Regions from separate parts of the Sus scrofa genome. Here region 2 is linked to region 1. The links are chromatin contacts, called in public Hi-C maps. All regions are on one chromosome and are shown on one strand. The core of a region is the stretch at or near the end of the contact, and the rest is flanking DNA. Distances in the headings are between cores, read along the strand shown. Region 1 has its middle 180 kb from the start of GJA1. Region 2 holds the start of GJA1 (gap junction protein alpha 1).

Region 1 (5,419 bases), core at 358-2,857:
TTGGGTTCAGAGGAAGGATTGAACGATTCATGCTTCTTCACAATCTGATCCTAACCACCATAACAATGCCGGCTTGAAATGTACCTGCCCGTCAAACCTTCTCTCTTACATCTAGCTTAATGTTTCTTATTTCAGTCCCTTTCCTCAGTGAAGCCTGATTCATGGATTAATATATATTTCCTTATACTTATCTATATAATGCTGACAGTTGGGAATATATAAGAATTTCTTCAATAGCTGGCCATCACCCCAGATGTTAAGGTCCGTGAGAGCAAGGAATAGGTCTGTTTTTCTTGTTTACAGATCTATGGCATCTATCATAGTGTCTGGACAAGAGCTGAGCATCCATGGATGTTTTTCAAAGGAAAAGTAAAGGGAAGGAGGAACAAAGAAAAGATCTATTTTAATTAAATTGAAACAAAATGTATATTTAGTCAGGAATGATCTACTTCTGAATTAGTCACATTTGTAATATATAAACAGTATGGAACCACAGACTGGCTTGATCCTGGATGCTAAATAACATTTGGCCTTCTTATTTCATTAATATCTTGTTATAGACCAAAAGTAGATGAATTTTCTGGAAAAGAAACATAATATGTTGCAACATCAAATAAAATTAATTCTGTATTATCCATTGAGAATGACGAATAAAGTGTTAACTGTGTATAAAACTATTACAATAAGAGTCTACACAATTCCTAGAATGGAAAGAATTCTTTATTTAAAAGTCTGAAAGTCTGTGTGAAAAAAAAAATAGCACAAAATTAAACTTTCTTTACTGAAGAAAATGACCACAGAAAATCAGTGAAGATGAAATAGGACTAGAGCAATAAAGGAAAGAAAGAAAAAAAAAAATGGAAATGTTAGGCATGCTTTTAAGATACTCCTTCTAAACACTTTAACAATTAAGTAAGTTCTCCTCTCTATTTGTTCTAACGTATAAAGGAATTACTCAGACCATTGTCTACGTGTCTCCTAAGCCAGATAGTTCAGTTCTAGGCACATTTCTCAGATTCTCAGAAGCTATTAGTTCATAAAGCCTTTTAAACGCCAGATAATGTCAGGGTATGAAATGATGTTACAATCTCAGACTATTTTTCTTTTGGGACGCCAGAGCTATGGTAGAAGCAGTTGGTGCTGCAGTTATTCTCTTATGTAATCTACCCCTCCCTTTCTGGTACAATAAGCTAATCTCAGATACATGAAGAGGCAAGATGTCTCTCTCCCATCTCCCCTCCCACATCTATCAAGTTCTCCAAGGTTGTCATCTTCCTTTGTGATCTACAATTAGAGGGTGAAGTCAAGTTGGTTTACAATGAAGCAAACAAGAAACTTTATCTACGAAATCTCTGCTTTTCTCAGTATTATTGCCTTTCACAATACAGTTTCTATTCCGTGCCAATTTGTTTTATTCTTTTTGCTTGCTATTGAGCCAACTTTCACTCCTTTGTGCAAAATGCACCCTGTGGAAGTTATCAATTACCAATTAAGGGAGTTCCAAGTGCTAGGAAGGAAAACAAAACAAAGCTCTCTTGGGAGGCAGGGCTTATACTGATGTGGAAAGCACCAAATTAAGGCTAATTCACAGAACTTCAGAGCATGACTCAGAGGCACCGATCATGAGTCATGGGCTTTCATTGAGATAAGGTCGGCAATACACATAGAAGAGCCTGGTGTACACAAAAACAGGCTCAAAAACATAAACTTGTCATGAACAGACTCGTGTGTTGCAAAGATGTATATTATGACTAGGATTGTCATATCAAAAAAAAAAAAAAGGTTAATAGGACCTGTGAAGAAATCAGTGTTTCTGGTGACCCAGAACACAGTGCACTGTAAAAGAGAGGCTCTGTTTTTATTGAGCTTGTCACTATGACTATGAATATTTCCAGTATGAGGAGGAGTTTTGGTAACACTTAATGGAACAAGTAAGGCACTTGAAGACCTGCCATAAGGAGAGGAGTAAAAGCAGGGCGCTCTGTGCCAGGTCATCTGTGCTCACGGGCTCATTCTCACTATCTACCCTGCCATCCCTTTGGACCTAGTCTGTCGTTATCAAACTCCCTCTCTCCCTCACTTTGTGTGTCCAGCCAGCTTTTTGGCATGAAACTCTTTGTCATGCTATGGACAATACTGCATTTTCCTACCCTTCAATTCATTTTCTCCCAACAATGCTAGCAATATTACTAGAAATCTAATTTACTCTGGAGTTTTATCTCTAGCCTGGTTCGTTCCTTATCTGCTGCTTCCTCCACCTCCAACCATGTACATGCACACAAAGGTTCTTCACTCTTTTTCTGACTCTATGAGGCATGTTAACCTCTCAGCCAGGAAACAGTGGTGGATTTCTTATAGATCTTAGAGTCTACTGAGAGAGGAAATGGACTGAGGGACACTGATTCCTAGGTAAATGGGAAATAATGTGTAGGTTCAGAGATCTGGAAACAGTGGATGTAGAAATTGGACATAGAGGAAAACAAGAAGTTTCATTATTATTAGTAGTATTGTTATTTTAAGAGGAAGGTATCAGATGAGCGAGAATAATGGTTACACAGGTGAGGTAGTACAGAGGATGACACTAGAAATTGAGAGGAGAATTTATGCTGTGGAAGGTTGTAGGAGCCTGGGTCTGAATTCTTGGTAGAAAAACGCAGCAGACAATGGCCATTTCTAGTTCGTGTTTCTTCCTTCACTGAATTATTGTTTCTGAACAGGGAGGATCCCAGGCAGTACAGGGTAAGGGTGAGGAAAGCAGATTCTCAACTCCAGCAAACCTGATCTTAGGTCCCAGCTGTGCAGGATCCTGGTATGTGAACTTGGGCAAATACAAACTCTATTTGGGCATTTGTAAAACAGACCTAGTACATGTATCCACTTCTTCGAAATAGTTGTTTATGCTCATTGTTTATGCTCTTTCTACCTCCCAAATTCCTTTTTACTTAATACAGCAGCTGCATTTGGCAAGTTAAGCCCTCCTTCCTTCTAGGTATACTTTTTTCTCTTGGCTTGGAGGACACCACACTTTCCTGGTTTTTCTCCCATGCCACTGGTTGCTGCTTCTTGGCTTTCTCTTACTGGTTTGTCCTTTTTTCCCCAGACTCTCAATGTCGAAGTGTCAGAGTTTAGTTCTTTTTCTCCATAAGCGTTCCCTCCCTTAGTGACCTCAAGCAGTCTTGCAGATTCAAATTCTATGCATATGGCATAGCCTTCCAAATTTATGTCTTTAGCCCAGACCTCTCTTCTGAACTTTAGACTTGTATACCAAATTGCCTACCAAAAATCTCCATTTGTATGGCAAGGGGGTTCTCAAACTTCACATGTCCAAAACAAACCTTCTGGTCTTCTCTCCCTAGGCTCTTTTACCTGCAGTCTTCCTCCTATCATTTGATGATGCTTCTAGGCCTGCATTTTTTGGAGTCAACCTTTTTCTTGCTCCCTCTCTCATATACCACATCTACTCCATCAGCCAATCCTATTGGTTCTACTTTCAAAATATATCTGATCATTTCTTACCACTTCCTGTGGTCCCACCTTAGTCCCAAACCCATCATCTTTACCTGGATTACTGCAGTAGTTTCCTACCTGGACTCCATGCTACTAATCTTGCTTCCCTACAGTTTTTTCTTAATTCAGATTCAGAACAGGCTATAAGTCAGATCATATCAGTGCTCTGCTTAATACCTTCCAAACATATCAATCAGAGTAAAAACCACTTTCTACAAGGCCAACTCTTTTACCCCTACTCCCTCATCTTTCTGACTTTACTCTACCTTCCTTCTTTCTCCTTTCCAAGCTCACTTGCCTCCCTGTGCTACTTGAACATGCTAAACCTGTCCCCACCTTAGTGCCTTTGCACTGTTTTTTCACTTCATTAAGAATGTTCTTTCCTCCGTATATCGTCATGGCCAGCTTCCTTCACCCTTAAACCTCTGAGGTCTGCTGTGTTACAAACTCAGTGTGGCTGACCCTCATCATCCCATTTAAAATTACAACCTGCCCTACCTCTGGTACTCTTCATTCACCCTTTAAACATCTCTATTTTTCCATAGCACTCATCGCTCTCTAAAAAATGTATATATATATGTATATATGTAATTTATTTATTATGATTACTGCTTATTGCTGACTTTTCTCAGTAGTATATAAGCTGTGACAGAACAAGGTTTTTATCTGTTTGCTTCACTGCTATGTCCTAAGCAACTAGGAAAATGCCTGTCACACAATAGGGATTTAATAAATATTTGTTAACTTAAATAAAATTATTTATTGGTTTTAGAGGGTTTGGGGTGTTATACAACAGGTGCTGAACCTTACATCAATATGGTGCCTGACCAATAAGCCTAAAAAAATGAATGACATCTATGAGCAAATATGCAGGATAAGAAAATTTTCCAGTCTTTAATCTTCCCTTTCCCAATCCCTTTCACTCAATATGGTGCTTAATTTTCCACTCTTCTTCTTTTTTTTTTTTTTTTTTTTTTTTTTTGGCTGTGCCCACTGCATATGGAAGTTTCCTGGCCAGGGATAAACTTGTGCCACAGCAGTGACCAGGGCTGCTGCAGTGACAGTGGCAGATCTTTAACCTGCTGTGCCACAAGGGAACACCTAATTTTCCTTTTTTAAGACCCAGATATAACCAGAAATTCCATGGAAAGAATCCATTAAGTTTAATCTTCAAGGCATTTGTGTAAAGGATGATTTACAAATTTGTTGATTATTTGATAATATATGTTATTTTCCAAAAGCTTTCTATTTTGAAAAATAAAAGTAATCTTTAGTCAAAGGAATATATCTCAAATTGGATTTGGGCATTTCAAAGAATGAATTAAAAAAAGTATTCTAGGGATAGAGAAATTTTTTGATATATTTAAAATTATGTAGAGTATGTGTGGGCATTCATTTCATCAAGGATTGAGAATGATCTTATGGATTAAAAAAGCTTTAAGGAAAATTAGTCCAAAGAAAGTCTAAAATTGTAAATACTTCATTTGTTGGAAATGATGACATTCAGTCCACTTTGAATAAGCAGGTCCATGGCTTGACATCTTATTACATAGAACAAATTCATTTCCATTTTGTTCAAAAGTAAGAAGATATTGGGAAGATCCATAGTCAAATAACTTATTCTCTATGAATAATTTTCTTCCCTGTTTATTGGCTCCAATCCCTTTTACTGAATTTTAAGCTGTGTAAATAAAGACACTAGATGCAAGAAAAATGATGGATACAAAAGTTTAGCATTATACATGTGTACTGAGAGCACTGTATTATTGATTCAATATTGAATATTTCTTGAGTTCCATTATATTGTAAGCAGTGTATTAGAGAAGTAATATACAGCTTGAACCTCAAGTAAATATAGAGAAAATTAGGATAAAATGTAAACCTACCTAAAGAAACAAAGACCTGTACTCTG
Region 2 (5,834 bases), core at 3,252-5,751, 180 kb before region 1:
TAGAGTTCTGAAGTAAATTGTTAAGACTCCAGAAATATATTGAAAAAGGATTCTAGCACAAGTTGGTTATATCTTGGGAACTCTGCACTGTTCCAAAGGAAACATGGCTGACCAACAGTCACTTTAGGAAGACATTTTCTGGCTGGTTTTACCAAATCGGGTAGAGTATTTATGAATTTGCATACTCTTGAGGTGCAAATTAACTTTTCCTCCTTCCTCATGGTCCAATAAATATTAGATAAAATGGAAATTTGGTGCCTGGAAAGAATTATTCTGATTTTAATGAAAGGAAACCCATAGCACAATACTATCTTATTCCCATACGAAATCATCCTCTACCTTCCAGTCTTTGACCATCCTTTTATTCTTCTACAGCTGCTTTTGGATTCCTGACAAGGTCTTGCAATCTTCAACTCTGACCGACTTGTTCTAATCTGAGTATTCGCTGATAACCTCATCTACTTTATTTGAGAAGTTACCTTCAAACTCTAGCTTTCTAGAGCACATACCCCTGGAGTTCCCACTGTGGCTCAATGGGATAGGAGGCATCTTGAGAGCACTGGGACGCAGGTTTGATCCTGGGCCTGGCACAGTGGGTTAAGGATCCAGCGTTGCCGCAGCTGTAGTTTAGGTCACAACTGTTCCTCAGATTTGATCCTTGGCCTGGGGACATCATAAACCACAGGACAGCCTAAATAAATAAATAAAATAATGAACATGTTCCTTTAAACAAACAAACAAACAAATTAAAAAAGCACATACTTTCCACTTTAAAACTTTTTTTTTCTTTGTGGTCTTCATTAACTCTTGTTTTAAAGGAGTAACTGCTCTTTTTTTTTCCAAGTTAAGACACTCCCAAGTACAATGATATTTTCCTTACAAATAAACCCATTTCTCTTTTGCAGATTCTACTTTGCCTCCTTTTTCATTCTTTTTCTTCACCTGTATTAAATTAGGAAATCCACTGAGGCTATGTATGGGCTGTCTTTTTGGCACACTGACTACATCCTATCTCTTAGTTATCTCTTCGGTACCTGTGGTTTCAAATATCAATACTATGAGTATAATCCCAAATCTTACAACAGTTTTACACTGAACTCCACAGCTCATGTTCTGCCAGTCAGCTATCTTTATCAAAATGTTTCAGTTCTTCATACCAAATATTCCAAATTGAAATAATTAAATCTCCTTTAGCAAATCAGTTCCTCCTCTGGACTTCCTTTTTTGTAACATTTTTCCAATCAAAACTCCAGAATCAGTCTCCACACTCCTCGCCCTTGTCCTCCCCATTCAAGCTGTCATCAAGTTCTGGTAATTCTACCTTCTTGTCCTTTCTTACTCCTAATACCCTAGTTCAGACCCTTATAACTCACTCCTCTGTCTTTACAGTATTCTCCTTTTTAATCTTCAGTCTACAGCCATCAACTATTTTTTAATGTTTTGTGTAAGATAAAGAAAGTCCTTAAAAATTAATCCATGTATCTATTAATATTTCCAAAAATGCTATTTTGAAACAAAGGTGAAAAAGTTTAAATGCAGTTGGTTTTCATATTAAGAAATACTTCTCACGATTCTGAAAAATATCCTCTTCTTCTCTGTGCCAATAACATGTGTTTCTCAGTGCACAGAGCAACATGGATAAAACAGAGTCTAAAGCCTGGCTCACGGTGGCATCTAAAGAAACTGCAGATAACAGAACCCTCAGTGACTGTCCCTTATCCCTCAAAGAGTGGTATTGCCTAGCACATCAAGCCACATCCATTTCTTCTGCATGGACGAGGCCTGGCAATCAGAGAAGGTACAGTTCTGAAAAGTCAGTGTTTATATTCATGAAATGGCATCGGCATTTTTGAGACTATGAGAAAAACACATTTAAAAAGTCTGTCCCACAAGTTTTGCAAAACATCCCAATGAAAATAAGCTTCAGATAAATAGGATACCTTATTTTAAAAAATACTAAAAATATGTTATTGGTCAAAACGTAACTTACCAGCAGTGCTAGAGTATGAAGTATAAGAGTTGCTGGTAGACATTTGGAGAAGTTACAAGGTGTCCTTGAATAATAACTGTTGTCATTGTTCCAGCAGGGAAGCCATTCACAGTGACCCAGCTCCTCTTGAGCACTATTACTCATAGTGCCATTATTGCCACTCTTGGTGCCATTATTCCAAAAGAAGAGAAGATCACAAAGAATATCTTCATCTTTTATGAATGATTTTGAGAAAATCATTTTAGAAATAAAAGATATAGTACATTCCATATGTTAAGAGAACTTGTTATTTAATTATTGGCTAACATGAATAATCCCTTTGGCCTAGAAAATAAATCAAGTGATTTCCATGAATAACTTAATTTGGTATCAAGAAGTTCCTCTATCTCTTTCAAATTGGTCACATAGGCAACAGACTAAAAAGGAAAGATGCTAGAATGCTGAGATAACAACATCCTTCTATACACCTAACAGAACAGAATTGGAAATTTAACACGATTTTTTCATTTAAAAAAATCCTGTTATAGAATAGCCAGTTGCAACTTTTCTTTAATGCAACTAATTCTGAATTAACATTTTAGGAAATTTTTTAAATAAAATGGATGATTTCAGTAATAATTGTGCTTGATAAATAATTGTACAAAAATAAAGAAAATATTTATGTAATTTTATTTATTTATTTATTTGCTTTTTAGGGTCGCACCCCTGGTATATGGAGGTTCCAAGCCTCATCTGTGATCTACACTGCAGCTAACAGGCAATGCCAGATCCCCCACCCACTAAGTGAGGCCAGGGATGGAACCTGCACCTACATCCTCATGGATACTAGTCAGATTTGTTCCTGCTGAGCCACAATGGGAACTCCCAAATAATTATGCAAATTGAATGAAGCACAGACTTTTTTTTTTTTAAGAGGGAGAAAAGGAAAACAGGTGTTCTTAAAAAGAATAAATCATATTTTCATGAATGTGTTCTGAATCAAAGGAAGTAATTTTTACTTAGGACAAAACCATAGACTCATTTGAAGGAAAAGACACTATAAATACAAGAGCAAAAGAGTATTTATGGATTGCTAAGCTTGAAGACTTGAAAGTTAGAGTACAACTTCTATTTCTTTTTTCCTCTTCCTTAACATAAAGAAAAATGTACCCTTAGAAACAGAATAGCCAGCAAATGAAAGAGCAAAATTGTGTATTAAAACTACAACCTTTCAAAAAGTGCCTTATTAGTCATTTCAATGAAATGAAATTTAGGCAAAGGTATCTATCAGAAAATACTTCCTATCCTACTTGTTTTTTTTTTTTCCTCCTAGTATTTGTATTAGTAAGGAGTATCCCCGCTGGATGAGTTTGCTTTATTTCCAGAGAATAATGCCCAAGAGAGTTCCCTGCCCAACCCCAGGAGCATCACTGAAGCCAGTTTATGAGGAACTCTCCTACCACAGCCCTCTAGTGTAGCCTCTGAACAGACCTCAAAGGACCCGGCCACTCTGAGACTGAGGACACATGACTCAGGCTGTTATAAACCCTAGTGCAGACTGTTGAAGAGGGAGGGCCCTGGAAGTGGTGGAAAAGCACATAAAAACTATACCCAGATCTCTGTGGTCAGCAGCAGAAAACTCTCCAGTGGGTTTTAAGGAGAGAGATGGTCTCAAGGAAAGCTGAGAGTTTCGGGCCTTAACATTTGAATTTTCCATAAAAAATATCCTGACATTTCACTACAAAAGAGAGTTCATTTTTGGCATGAATGGGGCTAGGATATTATAAATTTTCAGTTCCCCAGAGATTTGGTAGAGGTCAGATAGGAAGATTTAACAGTCAAAAAGTATTATAATACAGTTATGAATATAAATATATATATTTTTTGCAAAACTGTGGGAAAGAATGAAATTTAAAGCAGTCAAGGAGTTGAGAGGTGGATTTGGGATGGGCATACCATCCTAAAATGTTCGTTTTTCAAATTTCTCAATCCCATCTCCATTTCCTTTGTTAATTGTCCCTTTAAACTAAGAGGGGAGGAATTAGCTCATCAAATAACTCACTCACACCCACCTTTACACACACCTTGGCCAATAGGAAGTTTGCCCTGGCTGTACACTTTTCCACCACTTTAATTTAGTGTAATATATACATATATTACAGGAAATAAAATCTTAGAAAAGGTAGTAATAATATAAAATACATTACTTTTTATTATCCCTGGACTTTGGGTGAAAAAAGCACTAACTAAAACCCGTAATTGTTACTGTAAGAAGTAACTACAAGTAATGGCATTCAGGTCTCTAATGCCATTTCATGTCTCTCGTCAGCAGTTTTAAAGTTGGACTTCATCTGGACCTAGCTACTCCTCTGCCTCTTCGCCCGCCCCACCCCTCTCGGCTGCCGGCCTCCTCGCCACTCTCCCGCCCGCCTTTCCTCTTCCCCACCCCTTTCTCCTAGCCCCTCCTCCTTGTTGAGTCAGTGGCTTGAAACTTTTAAAAGCTCAGTGCTCCAAGTAAGAAAAAAGCTTTTACGAGGTATCAGCACTTTTCTTTCATTAGGGGGAAGGAGTGAGGAAAGTACCAAACAGCAGCAGACTTTTAAACTTTAAATAGACAGGTCTGAGTGCCTGAACTTGCTTTTTCATTTTACTTCATCCTCTGAGGCGTGCCTACTTCACTTCTTTTAAGGGAAAGAGTAAGTTTTCAAAAAGGACTTTACCTATTTCTTTCTTTTTCTACAATTAAAACTTTGCTAAAGTTTTTTAAAGTGTTAAATGTAGCTTTGATATGATATAAAGGGAATGATGAACTTGAAATGTCTAGTTTTAAAGTTAAAATGGAACTTACGGTATTTATTTTTTGACTGTTAAAAAGTTATCTTTTAATAATGCAACAGGTAGATAAGATTCATACCTTTCTGGATATTTGGTTGGTTCCTCATTTTAGAGTAGAATTTCACTTTTTTTGGTAATTAGTAATAGTCTAGACGCTTTGTAACTTTTGGGGTGGGGTGTGGTTTGGGGGGCCTAGGTTGGGGGTTTGACTGGCTACAACGAAAAAAATCAAAGTGCAAAGATGCCTAGAGTGCTTGCTATAGAATTCTACGCTTTGTGCTTTTTCATATGGAAATCTTGATTGATGTTCTCTAGCCTTGAAAAGCAGACTTCTTAACAAAGTGCTTTGTTAAGACCTTGCGGTTACTTGACTTCCACGTGGTCTCTTCGTAGAATTTCCCCCGGTAAACAAAAAGGTGTAAAAATACGGGTTGTAATGCTGAGGTTCTTAAAGCAACAGTAAAGAGTTAACTTTGTGTTAGCCGCCACTAGGGAAAAATCTTGAGACCCTCAGGGAAGCCACCTTTGACTCGACCACGTTGGCAATTCAGGAGGTGAAATCTCTTGAATGCCTGCCTGCTCGTTACTTACAAAGCGTTAAGTTAGGGCGAGAACAGAAGTTTAGAAAAGAGTGCATGTCAGGGTGCATTTTCAAAACGGTCTCCTAAGACAGGGGCTCCTAGAGAGAATATGAAACGAAATTTCTTAAGACAGCGCCTTAGAGGGAGCTACCGCCCCCCCCCCAACCCCGACACACACACACGCGCGCGAGCGCGCACACACACACACACACAAACACACTGCCACCACCTTCTGCTTGTCCGAACCTGCCACACACTAAAGAGCTCTGGGGCAACTTTTTTGAGTTTGAGCCGCCAGGGTGCTGCCAGGAGGCAAAGATAAAGACGATTTGTCATTTTTAAAGGTTCAATTTCTTACATGCTCTTGTGAGTAACCCACATTCTTTTAGCCTGAAATGCAGCCATGCATTTTCGTGCCCGGTAAGGATTTTGTCTGTTCTAATTCCAGG

What was found. A called contact is a pair of places that touch in the nucleus more often than the background predicts.
Region 2: a contact with region 1 is called in a Hi-C map of mesenteric adipose tissue, with 1.6 times the contacts expected there. The contact joins the promoter of GJA1 here to the enhancer-like site in region 1. A contact is called at or near these places in 3 of 47 Hi-C or Micro-C datasets (mesenteric adipose tissue, retroperitoneal adipose tissue and subcutaneous adipose tissue) and 1 of 2 datasets of contacts at active chromatin or transcription factors (skeletal muscle).

What each region holds. Positions count from the first base shown.
Region 1 is chr1:40,817,424-40,822,842 of Sscrofa11.1, reverse strand. No RefSeq gene overlaps it. Among named protein-coding and RNA genes, the nearest start is that of GJA1, 180 kb to the left of the region's middle. Within about 2 kb of position 1,607, at least 16 of the 83 cell types and tissues checked have an H3K27ac peak or open chromatin away from gene starts, as enhancers often do. A contact at or near this core is called in mesenteric adipose tissue, retroperitoneal adipose tissue and subcutaneous adipose tissue, where this site is marked.
Region 2 is chr1:41,000,796-41,006,629 of Sscrofa11.1, reverse strand. GJA1 (gap junction protein alpha 1) reads left to right here and starts at 4,501. Exons shown (of 2, transcript NM_001244212.1): 1 at 4,501-4,665.